Regions from separate parts of the Mus musculus genome. Here region 1 is linked to region 2. A link is a contact called in public promoter capture Hi-C data. All regions are on one chromosome and are shown on one strand. The core of a region is the stretch at or near the end of the contact, and the rest is flanking DNA. Distances in the headings are between cores, read along the strand shown.

Region 1 (3,729 bases), core at 806-3,305, 220 kb before region 2:
CCACAGGCTTGCATGGCATGAACTGCGACACATTGCCATGTCTTCCCTACTCTGCCTCTGTCTCCTACAACCATCCTTATCATTCAGCAAAGCTAGTCAGTCATCCTTCTAGGTAGCCTGGGACGCTGTTTTTGGACTCACCAGAATAGATCCTCTAATTACTCTCTGGGACAACATTGTCTTTCCAAAACTCCCTTGCCTAAATCTTTTCTCATCTTTGTTTCCTGGAGTGTAGATGTCCACAATTACCATACATAGTCATTGAAGCTACATGAGCATGCCAGTTCTGCTGGCAGCTCTCTGGTGGACATGTAGATCTATTCTTCTTGAGCCATGTCCCTCTCCCCTCCTCCCACCTCCCAAAAGCTATGAGTCATGCTGCTCAACGCTCCTTCTTCAGAACCCTTTAACAGGTACCAGACTCTCCTACAGTGAAGATCCATGGCTTGAAGCCATATTGAAGCTTCTAGGTAGACGTTATCTCTCGTGCCTGGATGAATGATTCTGGCATTTATCATAACAGCTAATGGTTTGTTTCTGGGAAGAACCCGAAAGTACAGTCAGAAAGATGTCTGAGATCATCAACTATGATCTGGTTCTTATTCGATTTGTTGTCAGGCAGTGGTATCTTTTCATCTTGTACCACATATTGCGGTTGTTCCAACTCAAGGGCCTTTTAAGGACAAAGCTGCTTGCTCTGGTGTACTAATAATTGTTACTGCTATGACTCACTTGCCGTAGCATTCGTGACAAAGTAGCTGAGAATGTAGACATCTCCAATATCAGCATTAGGTCACTGTCCCCTTACAAATTCTTATTTTTATGTGTATGTATGTGAGTTTATGTACACCATGTATGTGGGGGGGGTGCTGTGGAGGCCAGAATAAGGCATCAGTTTCACTGCTGGAACTAGAGTTCCATCCTACAGGCAACCACCTGCTGTGGGTGCTGGGATCTGACTCCAGGTGCCCTTAACTGCTGAGCCATCTCTCTACTCCTAGGTTGCCCTTTAAACTTTCTCCCCGGGAGAGAAGAAGATTTAGAAGTTGCTAACTATGAAATGCTGGAAATAAAGGGGACTGAATTTAGATAGTTCAAAGTCCTGGGTTATTTATGATCAATAATACCAAATTTCATTTCATAATATTCAAGGATGTAGGTGTGACTAGGAGTGTACTTCTAGGTAGATGCTGTAAGCCCTTTTAGTTGATAGATCTGTTATAAGGGGTCTGTGTGCTGCTCCCAAGTGTAAGCATAGCAGTGCACATCTGGCTCAGTCATCAATGACTGCCAGGACACTGGCATACTGACCTCAATATAGGTATATGAGGCAGCAAAACCACCATCAAGCCAACAATGGTCTCCACAAGATAGCTGAGCTGGAAGGGGAGGGGACTTATTATTGCCTTTCCTTTATGAGGAAAACTTCCCACTGAAAAAGCTATTCAAGTGTTATATGAAGGTCACATGAGGGCCAGCAAGATGATTCAGTGCATAAAGGTATTTGCTGCCAAGCCTGCTGACCTGAGTTCAATCCTAAGGACCTACATGGTAGAAGGAAAGAATGGACTCTTGATAGGTGTTTTCACACACACACACACACACACACACACACACGTACATGATAAATAAATGTATACAATATATTTTAAAAAGAAAGTCCCTTTAAATATTAAACAAAGTGCTGGGGGTGATGCATGTCTTTAATCCCCGCACTTGGGAGGCAGAGACAGGAGGGTCTCTGGGTTTGAGGGCAGCCTGGACTACAGAGTTCTGTGTACTAGTCCTACATAGAGAAAAGCTGTCTCTACAACCATAAAAAAAAAAAAAGACAAAGCAATTCCAGTAATAGCAGGAGCCCTTCCCCACCCCTCTCCAGTCTCCTGAAACAGAGACTTTCAGCTGTTTTGTGTTTCTAATGATACCTACTTCTGTATTCTAATTGGGGTAGTGTGCAAGGGCTGAAATTCCTTACGTTATCTGTCCTGGATACGCAGTTGTTGACTTATTATTAGAATGGGTGGAGATTTAAATTTCTCAGCGCTATCTCCCAGGGCCCTTCCCATTTCCCTCCCTAGGCCCAGGACCAGTGATAGAGGCCATGACAGCAGGGACAGCAGTCCCCAGAGTACGGGCTGCTTAAGCTTGCATTCAAGCTTTGTGACCTCAGGGAATGAATGTAAGCTCTCCAGCCTAACAGATACGTTGACAATAAGAGCGACATAGGTGAATGAAAAAACAGATTGGGTTAAACTATTGGAGCAGTTACATTAGCTGGGAGTAAGTGTTTCATAATGCTGGCTTCAAGTTAAGTTTTGTAATTGTTAAATTTAAAGAATTACACTTAGGGGCTGGGGCAATGGTTCAATTGGTAATGTGTTTGCTACATAAGCGCAAGAAGAAAACCCAGCTTTGACAGTCCTGCTGTCAAACCTGGGACCCAGTGCTGAAGAGGCAGAGACAGGAGAATCCCCTGTGCTCATTGGTCAGTCAGTGAGAGACTCTGTCTCAAGCAGTAACAGAGAATTGAGGACACATGGCATTGCCCTCTGCTGTCCCCCGCCCCCCACATGCACACACAAGCAGGCATGTACGCAGGTACACTCATGCACACATACATACATGTAAACATATGCTCACACTCACATATGTAAACACAAACACACACATAGATTCTGTATTCAGATCACTGCAAATATATAAATATTAGTCCCTGCTAAACATTAGTCGGTTTTTCTGCTTTCGTGACTTGTTCCCCGGAAGCTAATAATTGCATTGGTACTTATTTAGTTTTCGGTGAATCTGATAACTGATTCTCAAACCCTCCTCAAGCTCAATAGCAACAATACGTTATCAATAACTTCTCACTTCATTTTAACCCTGGGGACCCCCCCTCCCATCGTCCCAGGAAGCTTCTATACACCTTTACCTTCTGGTCATTTTGTTGCCGACTGCATAGACATTTCAGAATGAGGGTCAACAAGTTGGCTCAGGAAATAAAGGTGCTTGCTGCCAAACCTAACAAGGTGAGTTCAATCCTAGGACCTACACGGTGGAAGGAGCCAACCGATTGCTCCAAGTTGTCCTCTAACCTCCACACATGTACATGTGCATGGATACAAACAAACAGAAACTTTAAAAAGGAAATCTTAGAACTGCCTTCTCGTCTGCCTTAAATTCTGTTTTCAAATCCCGATCCCACATCCCTTTCTTTGACAGTCTATTCTCTCGTTTTGGTGGGGAACACTCTGCAGTATCTTCTAGGGAAAGATTCATAGGAAGTAAAAGTTACGTGATGCTTTCATGACTTGTGCCCCCTGAAGTTAGTAAGTGCATCATTTTTGCTGTGTTTTGTGTCCCTAGGTCTGGAATCTTCATTTCTTTCTTTGGACAGTAGGGGCGATAAACACATCACTGCAATAATTAAGTGATTAAATGTGTGAAATCTATTTAGCACATTTCCTACATATTGGCAAACGCTCAGGCAAAAGTCATTCTCAGAATTTATCTCCATCATCAACACTTTCAGTCTATTCTCTGCAGGTGGCGAGACCATTAAAGATGGGCATGAGCCAGAAGTCACTGCATTAAATGGAAAACTGCATTTTAGGAAATAAATTTAGAGTGATGCTGATGTGGAAAAGGAGCCACTTTCTCTTCTGCTGGTGAGCTCCTGTTTCAGATGACTCTTTCCTTGGAAAGGGCAGCGTGGCTGCCTTCTCCTTGCCT
Region 2 (3,946 bases), core at 281-2,780:
GGGATCTTCCTTGGTCTCTTCTAGGCCAGCAGTACCCATCAGCTCAGTTAACCCTGCATCACCTGTACCCACCAGGTACACATGGTCACATGGTTATGTGTTCTTTAATGAAGAGTCACAGGCCTGATTGGTTTCTGCTTATTAGTCATTCAAAGTCAGTACCAAACAAACACTCCCCTCTGTGAGTTGGGGGGGTTGATTTTTTTTTTTTTAAGATACCGTTTGTCAGGGTGTAGCCTTCATCCACCCTTGCCCTCAATTAAAAAAAAAAAAAAAAGCGATTGGTCTGTGGACACTGCCAACCCTGGAAGCCCTCCTCTGTGTTCGGAGGTTTGGGGGCTGAGGAGGGGGGTGAGTGGGGTTCACATAACCAGCATTTCTGGTCAGAGTATATGCGGGAACAGGAACCTTTCCCCCAGGGGACATCCCACTACTGTAGGATTTCTCCTTGAGACTGCTCTTCTAAGCAGGAGCCCAGCAATAAGGAAGATGCTGGGTGCCCCAGCTTCTTTGTCTGTTAAATAGATGCGATAATAACAGTAGCGTGACATTTGGAGAGAAAGCAGAAACTCTGTGAGAAGCCACCTCGCACCCTGTGTCCCACCTGGCTGTAAGCTCCCATTGCTTAATTAGCCTCATAATAGTCTCTGCAGTTTGCAAAAAGTCCGGGAAGGCCCCCTTAACACTTGTGAGGATTTACTTACCCACTTGGCACTGTGGGTAAACTGACGAAATTAAACTCCAGAGTATTGGGCACTGGGTCTGCCAAAAAGGATACAATTCCACCCACGACCTATTATTGTTACTAGTCACTATCCCCCACCCCCACCCCCGGCCCACGGCTTTGGTCAGATCCTTGCCTCCCACCAGCAGCCCGCCTGGATACTTGTTGCGTTGCACGCAGCCAGCGCTCACCTGGTCCCCGCCGGGAAGGCGCTGCGGGACCACGCGGAACAAGATGCAGAGGGGCAGCGCGGCGAGCGCCGAGTAACCCCATATGAAAGCCAGCAGTGCCGCCTGAGTCCGCCGCCCCGGGCCGCTCAAGCCGCGCCGGAGGCGCACGATGCACACCATGCGCTCCAGGCTGACCGCGGCCAGTGTGAGGATCGTGACGCTGCCGCTCATTGTCATCACGTAGAAGAGCAGGTGGCAGACGACGGGCCCCAACAGCCAGGCCTCAGTCCAGCGCACGACGAGCACTAGAGGGATGGCGCTGGTGAAGAGCAAATCCGCGCAGAAGAGGTTGAGCACCAGGCTGGCTGTCGCCCCACGGCGCCGACGGCGCGCCACCAGCACTAGAGCACACACGTTGCCCAGCAGTGAGACGACAAAGATGAGCCCCAGAACGGTGGTCTCCACGACGCTCAACACCAACCGGTGGTCGCCCTTGACATCCGAGAAGAAAGGGAAGTGGGTGCGATTGACTTGGTCCAGGGTGTGCGAGGGGCCAGGGCCCGTCGTCTGTGCACACTCAGGGGACATGCCGGGCGCCCGGCCGCCCGCCGCTGTCTGAGAGAGCGCTCATCTGCGAGGTAACTGAATGCCAAGGCGGGGAAAGAGGGAGGGAGGAGGTTGCGACACCTCCCCTCTGTCACCCTCCCGCCCGAGTTGCCCAGGCTCTGGGCGTAGGAGCTGCGTCCAGGGCGCACCGGAACGAGGAAGTGCCTGGCAACACTGGCCTGAACACCGTGGGTGGGAAGGTGGCCACCAAGGCAGAGACCTCAGACCCTTGGGCAGTCTAAGTGCTCTTAAGCCAGAAAATTAAAGAATCTCCGCCTCCCTGTCCCTGCCCCGCCCCCCCCCCCCCCCCCGCCCCCGAGGCCGCCTTCTTCATCTTTCATGGACACTGATTACTGAAATCCTACTTAAGCTAACCCTGATCGAAGAGTGTCAGAGTTGAACTTGGGAAATGGTGCGGACCAGTGTAGTTCAGACTGCTCTAAAGAAATCCCATAGGTAGGAGGTTGATCCCAAAACAACTTGTAATGGGCCAGTGTTTATCTGATTTGGGGGTGAGTTAATCTCCTTATATACCAGTTTGTTTGTTTGCGTTTGCAAAATAGGAAGAATTACTTTGCCTGAGAATTTGGTTCTTTGTGTAGAGCATACACCTAGTGTGAGGGAGGCCCTGGGTTTGATACTCAGCACGGAAGTGCAGGGAGGGGTGAGAGGGAGGATGAGGGGAGGGAGAGAGGTCAGGTGCACAGTCAAGCTTTGAAAGTGCCTCAGGCTCCCAGGGTGAGAGCACTTGACCTTCTGATTCTGTTAGAGAAGAAACCTGAGCCTCTGCGAGAATGACTTTGCTAAGGTGGCCTTTGGTGACTAATAGACGTTCCTGGACCCCTAGACTTCCTTCTTGCCATTAAACCACCCACCATTGCTTCTGGTTTCCTTTTCTAGAAAATGAGATAACTAGTCAGTTAAAAGTGTGTTTGGGGACTGAGATCTAAAGACCACTTCTCTAAGTACTCCAACCACCTAAGACCTCATGCCCTCTCCCTTTGCCACACCCCCAGGCCTCTCCTCCTGCCTATTCTGCCTGGTGGTTTGTCTCCAGGTATTTATGAAGAACAGCATGTGCCCGTTGAAGTTGACGGTGGTGCCTGGAAGCGCATGCATGTGCGCCTCTGCTTATCACCCGCATGTGACTCCAAGTACATGCTGTGACTTCTAACATGATGTGCAGATCCTATGTCAGTGGGAGAGAGGCACAGCTGGAGGTTTGGGTAGCTTCAAGTTGGAAAGTGGAACCAGTGGGGGCTGGGCACTGCTGGAAAAGCCAAAAAAAGAAAAAGAAAAAAAAAAAAAAGAGTGAAACGAAGGGGCCTCAGAGATGGGACTTTGGGAACTGTCTGATTGGGGTCAAGAGATACTAGCTCTGTGTAGAGAGGTGGGAAAAGTGAGGGAGGAAAGGAGAGGAAGGGAGGGAGGGAGAGAGGGAAGGAGGGAGAGAGGGAGGGAGAGATCAGAATGGACAACTGAAAGGAACACTTACATTCTATATTATAAAATCACACTCATATTCTGTATTGTTAAAAAAAAAAAAAAGGAATCACCAGTTGCATAGTTAATGGTTTGTTTGTTCTGAGTGAACTACCTCACAGCAGCTCAGATGCTCCTGGAGGAGCTTAAGGTTGATACTAGCAGAAACCAGACTGGGCATCTCATGAACTGTCTGAGCCCACACAGCTCCAGAAAGAGCAACTGTGGCTGAGCACCTGACCAGAGGGGCCAAACTGGGCTCTGCTCCCTCACTTTTTGTTTTTGTTTTTGTTTTTGTTTTTTTTTTTGTTTTGTTTTTTTTTTTTTTTTTTTTTTTGAGGCAGGGTTTCTCTGTGTAGCCTTGGCTGTCCTGGAACTCACTTTGTAGCCCAGGCTGGCCTCAAACTCAGAGATCCACCTGCCTCTGCCTCCCAAATGCTGGTATTAAAGGCATGCGCCACCACGCCCACCCCCCCCCCCCCACTTCTTTATATGCTCTGCCAGCCAATGCAGATGTTTCTAGGATGTCCATCCGCTGTCTTCTCAGTTTACCAGCTCTCAGGATAACCCACACCTTTAAAAGATTCTATTCCTACGCCTTCTTGTTGAAATTTGCAAGTCTAATTAACCAACTAGGGTGGTGTGTCTGGACTGGAAGGACTTCACTATCAATACCCTCTGGGGTTCTGCCAATGGTAAAATGATTTGGGCAGAGACTCCTAAACCTTCTCCATTCCTATCACCTTTGTGTGTTCCTAGACCAAAGAACTACTTGACCCAAGACTGATGGTCCCACTACAGTGACAGCCTGCTGGAATGGGCGCACCTTTGGAACCCTAATCCACAAAATCAGGCATCAGGTTTGAGTAGCCTTATCTTCTCTATATAATGCTTTTGTGTTCTCTCTCCTCTTTATCACAGTAACCCTTGAGCATCCTGCTTCCTAAAGATGTTCCATTGTGAG

Evidence for each region. Promoter capture Hi-C pulls out the DNA fragments that hold promoters and counts their contacts.
Region 1: a promoter capture Hi-C map of embryonic stem cells shows a contact between it and region 2, with 2.7 times the contacts expected there. A contact is called at or near these places in 9 of 39 promoter capture datasets (the 3T3-L1 cell line, 3T3-L1-derived adipocytes, the C10 cell line and 6 more), 8 of 484 Hi-C or Micro-C datasets (the N1E-115 cell line, embryonic fibroblasts, embryonic stem cells and 1 more) and 3 of 130 datasets of targeted methods (the NIH/3T3 cell line, a beta-TC-6 cell line and embryonic stem cells).

The regions. Positions count from the first base shown.
Region 1 is chr19:38,319,092-38,322,820 of GRCm38.p6, reverse strand. All of the region lies in intron 2 of Gm9886 (a long non-coding RNA gene), which reads left to right. Among named protein-coding and RNA genes, the nearest start is that of Gm9886, 6.3 kb to the left of the region's middle.
Region 2 is chr19:38,094,663-38,098,608 of GRCm38.p6, reverse strand. Ffar4 (free fatty acid receptor 4) reads right to left here and starts at 1,530. Exons shown (of 3, transcript NM_181748.2): 1 at 916-1,530. The coding sequence starts at 1,482.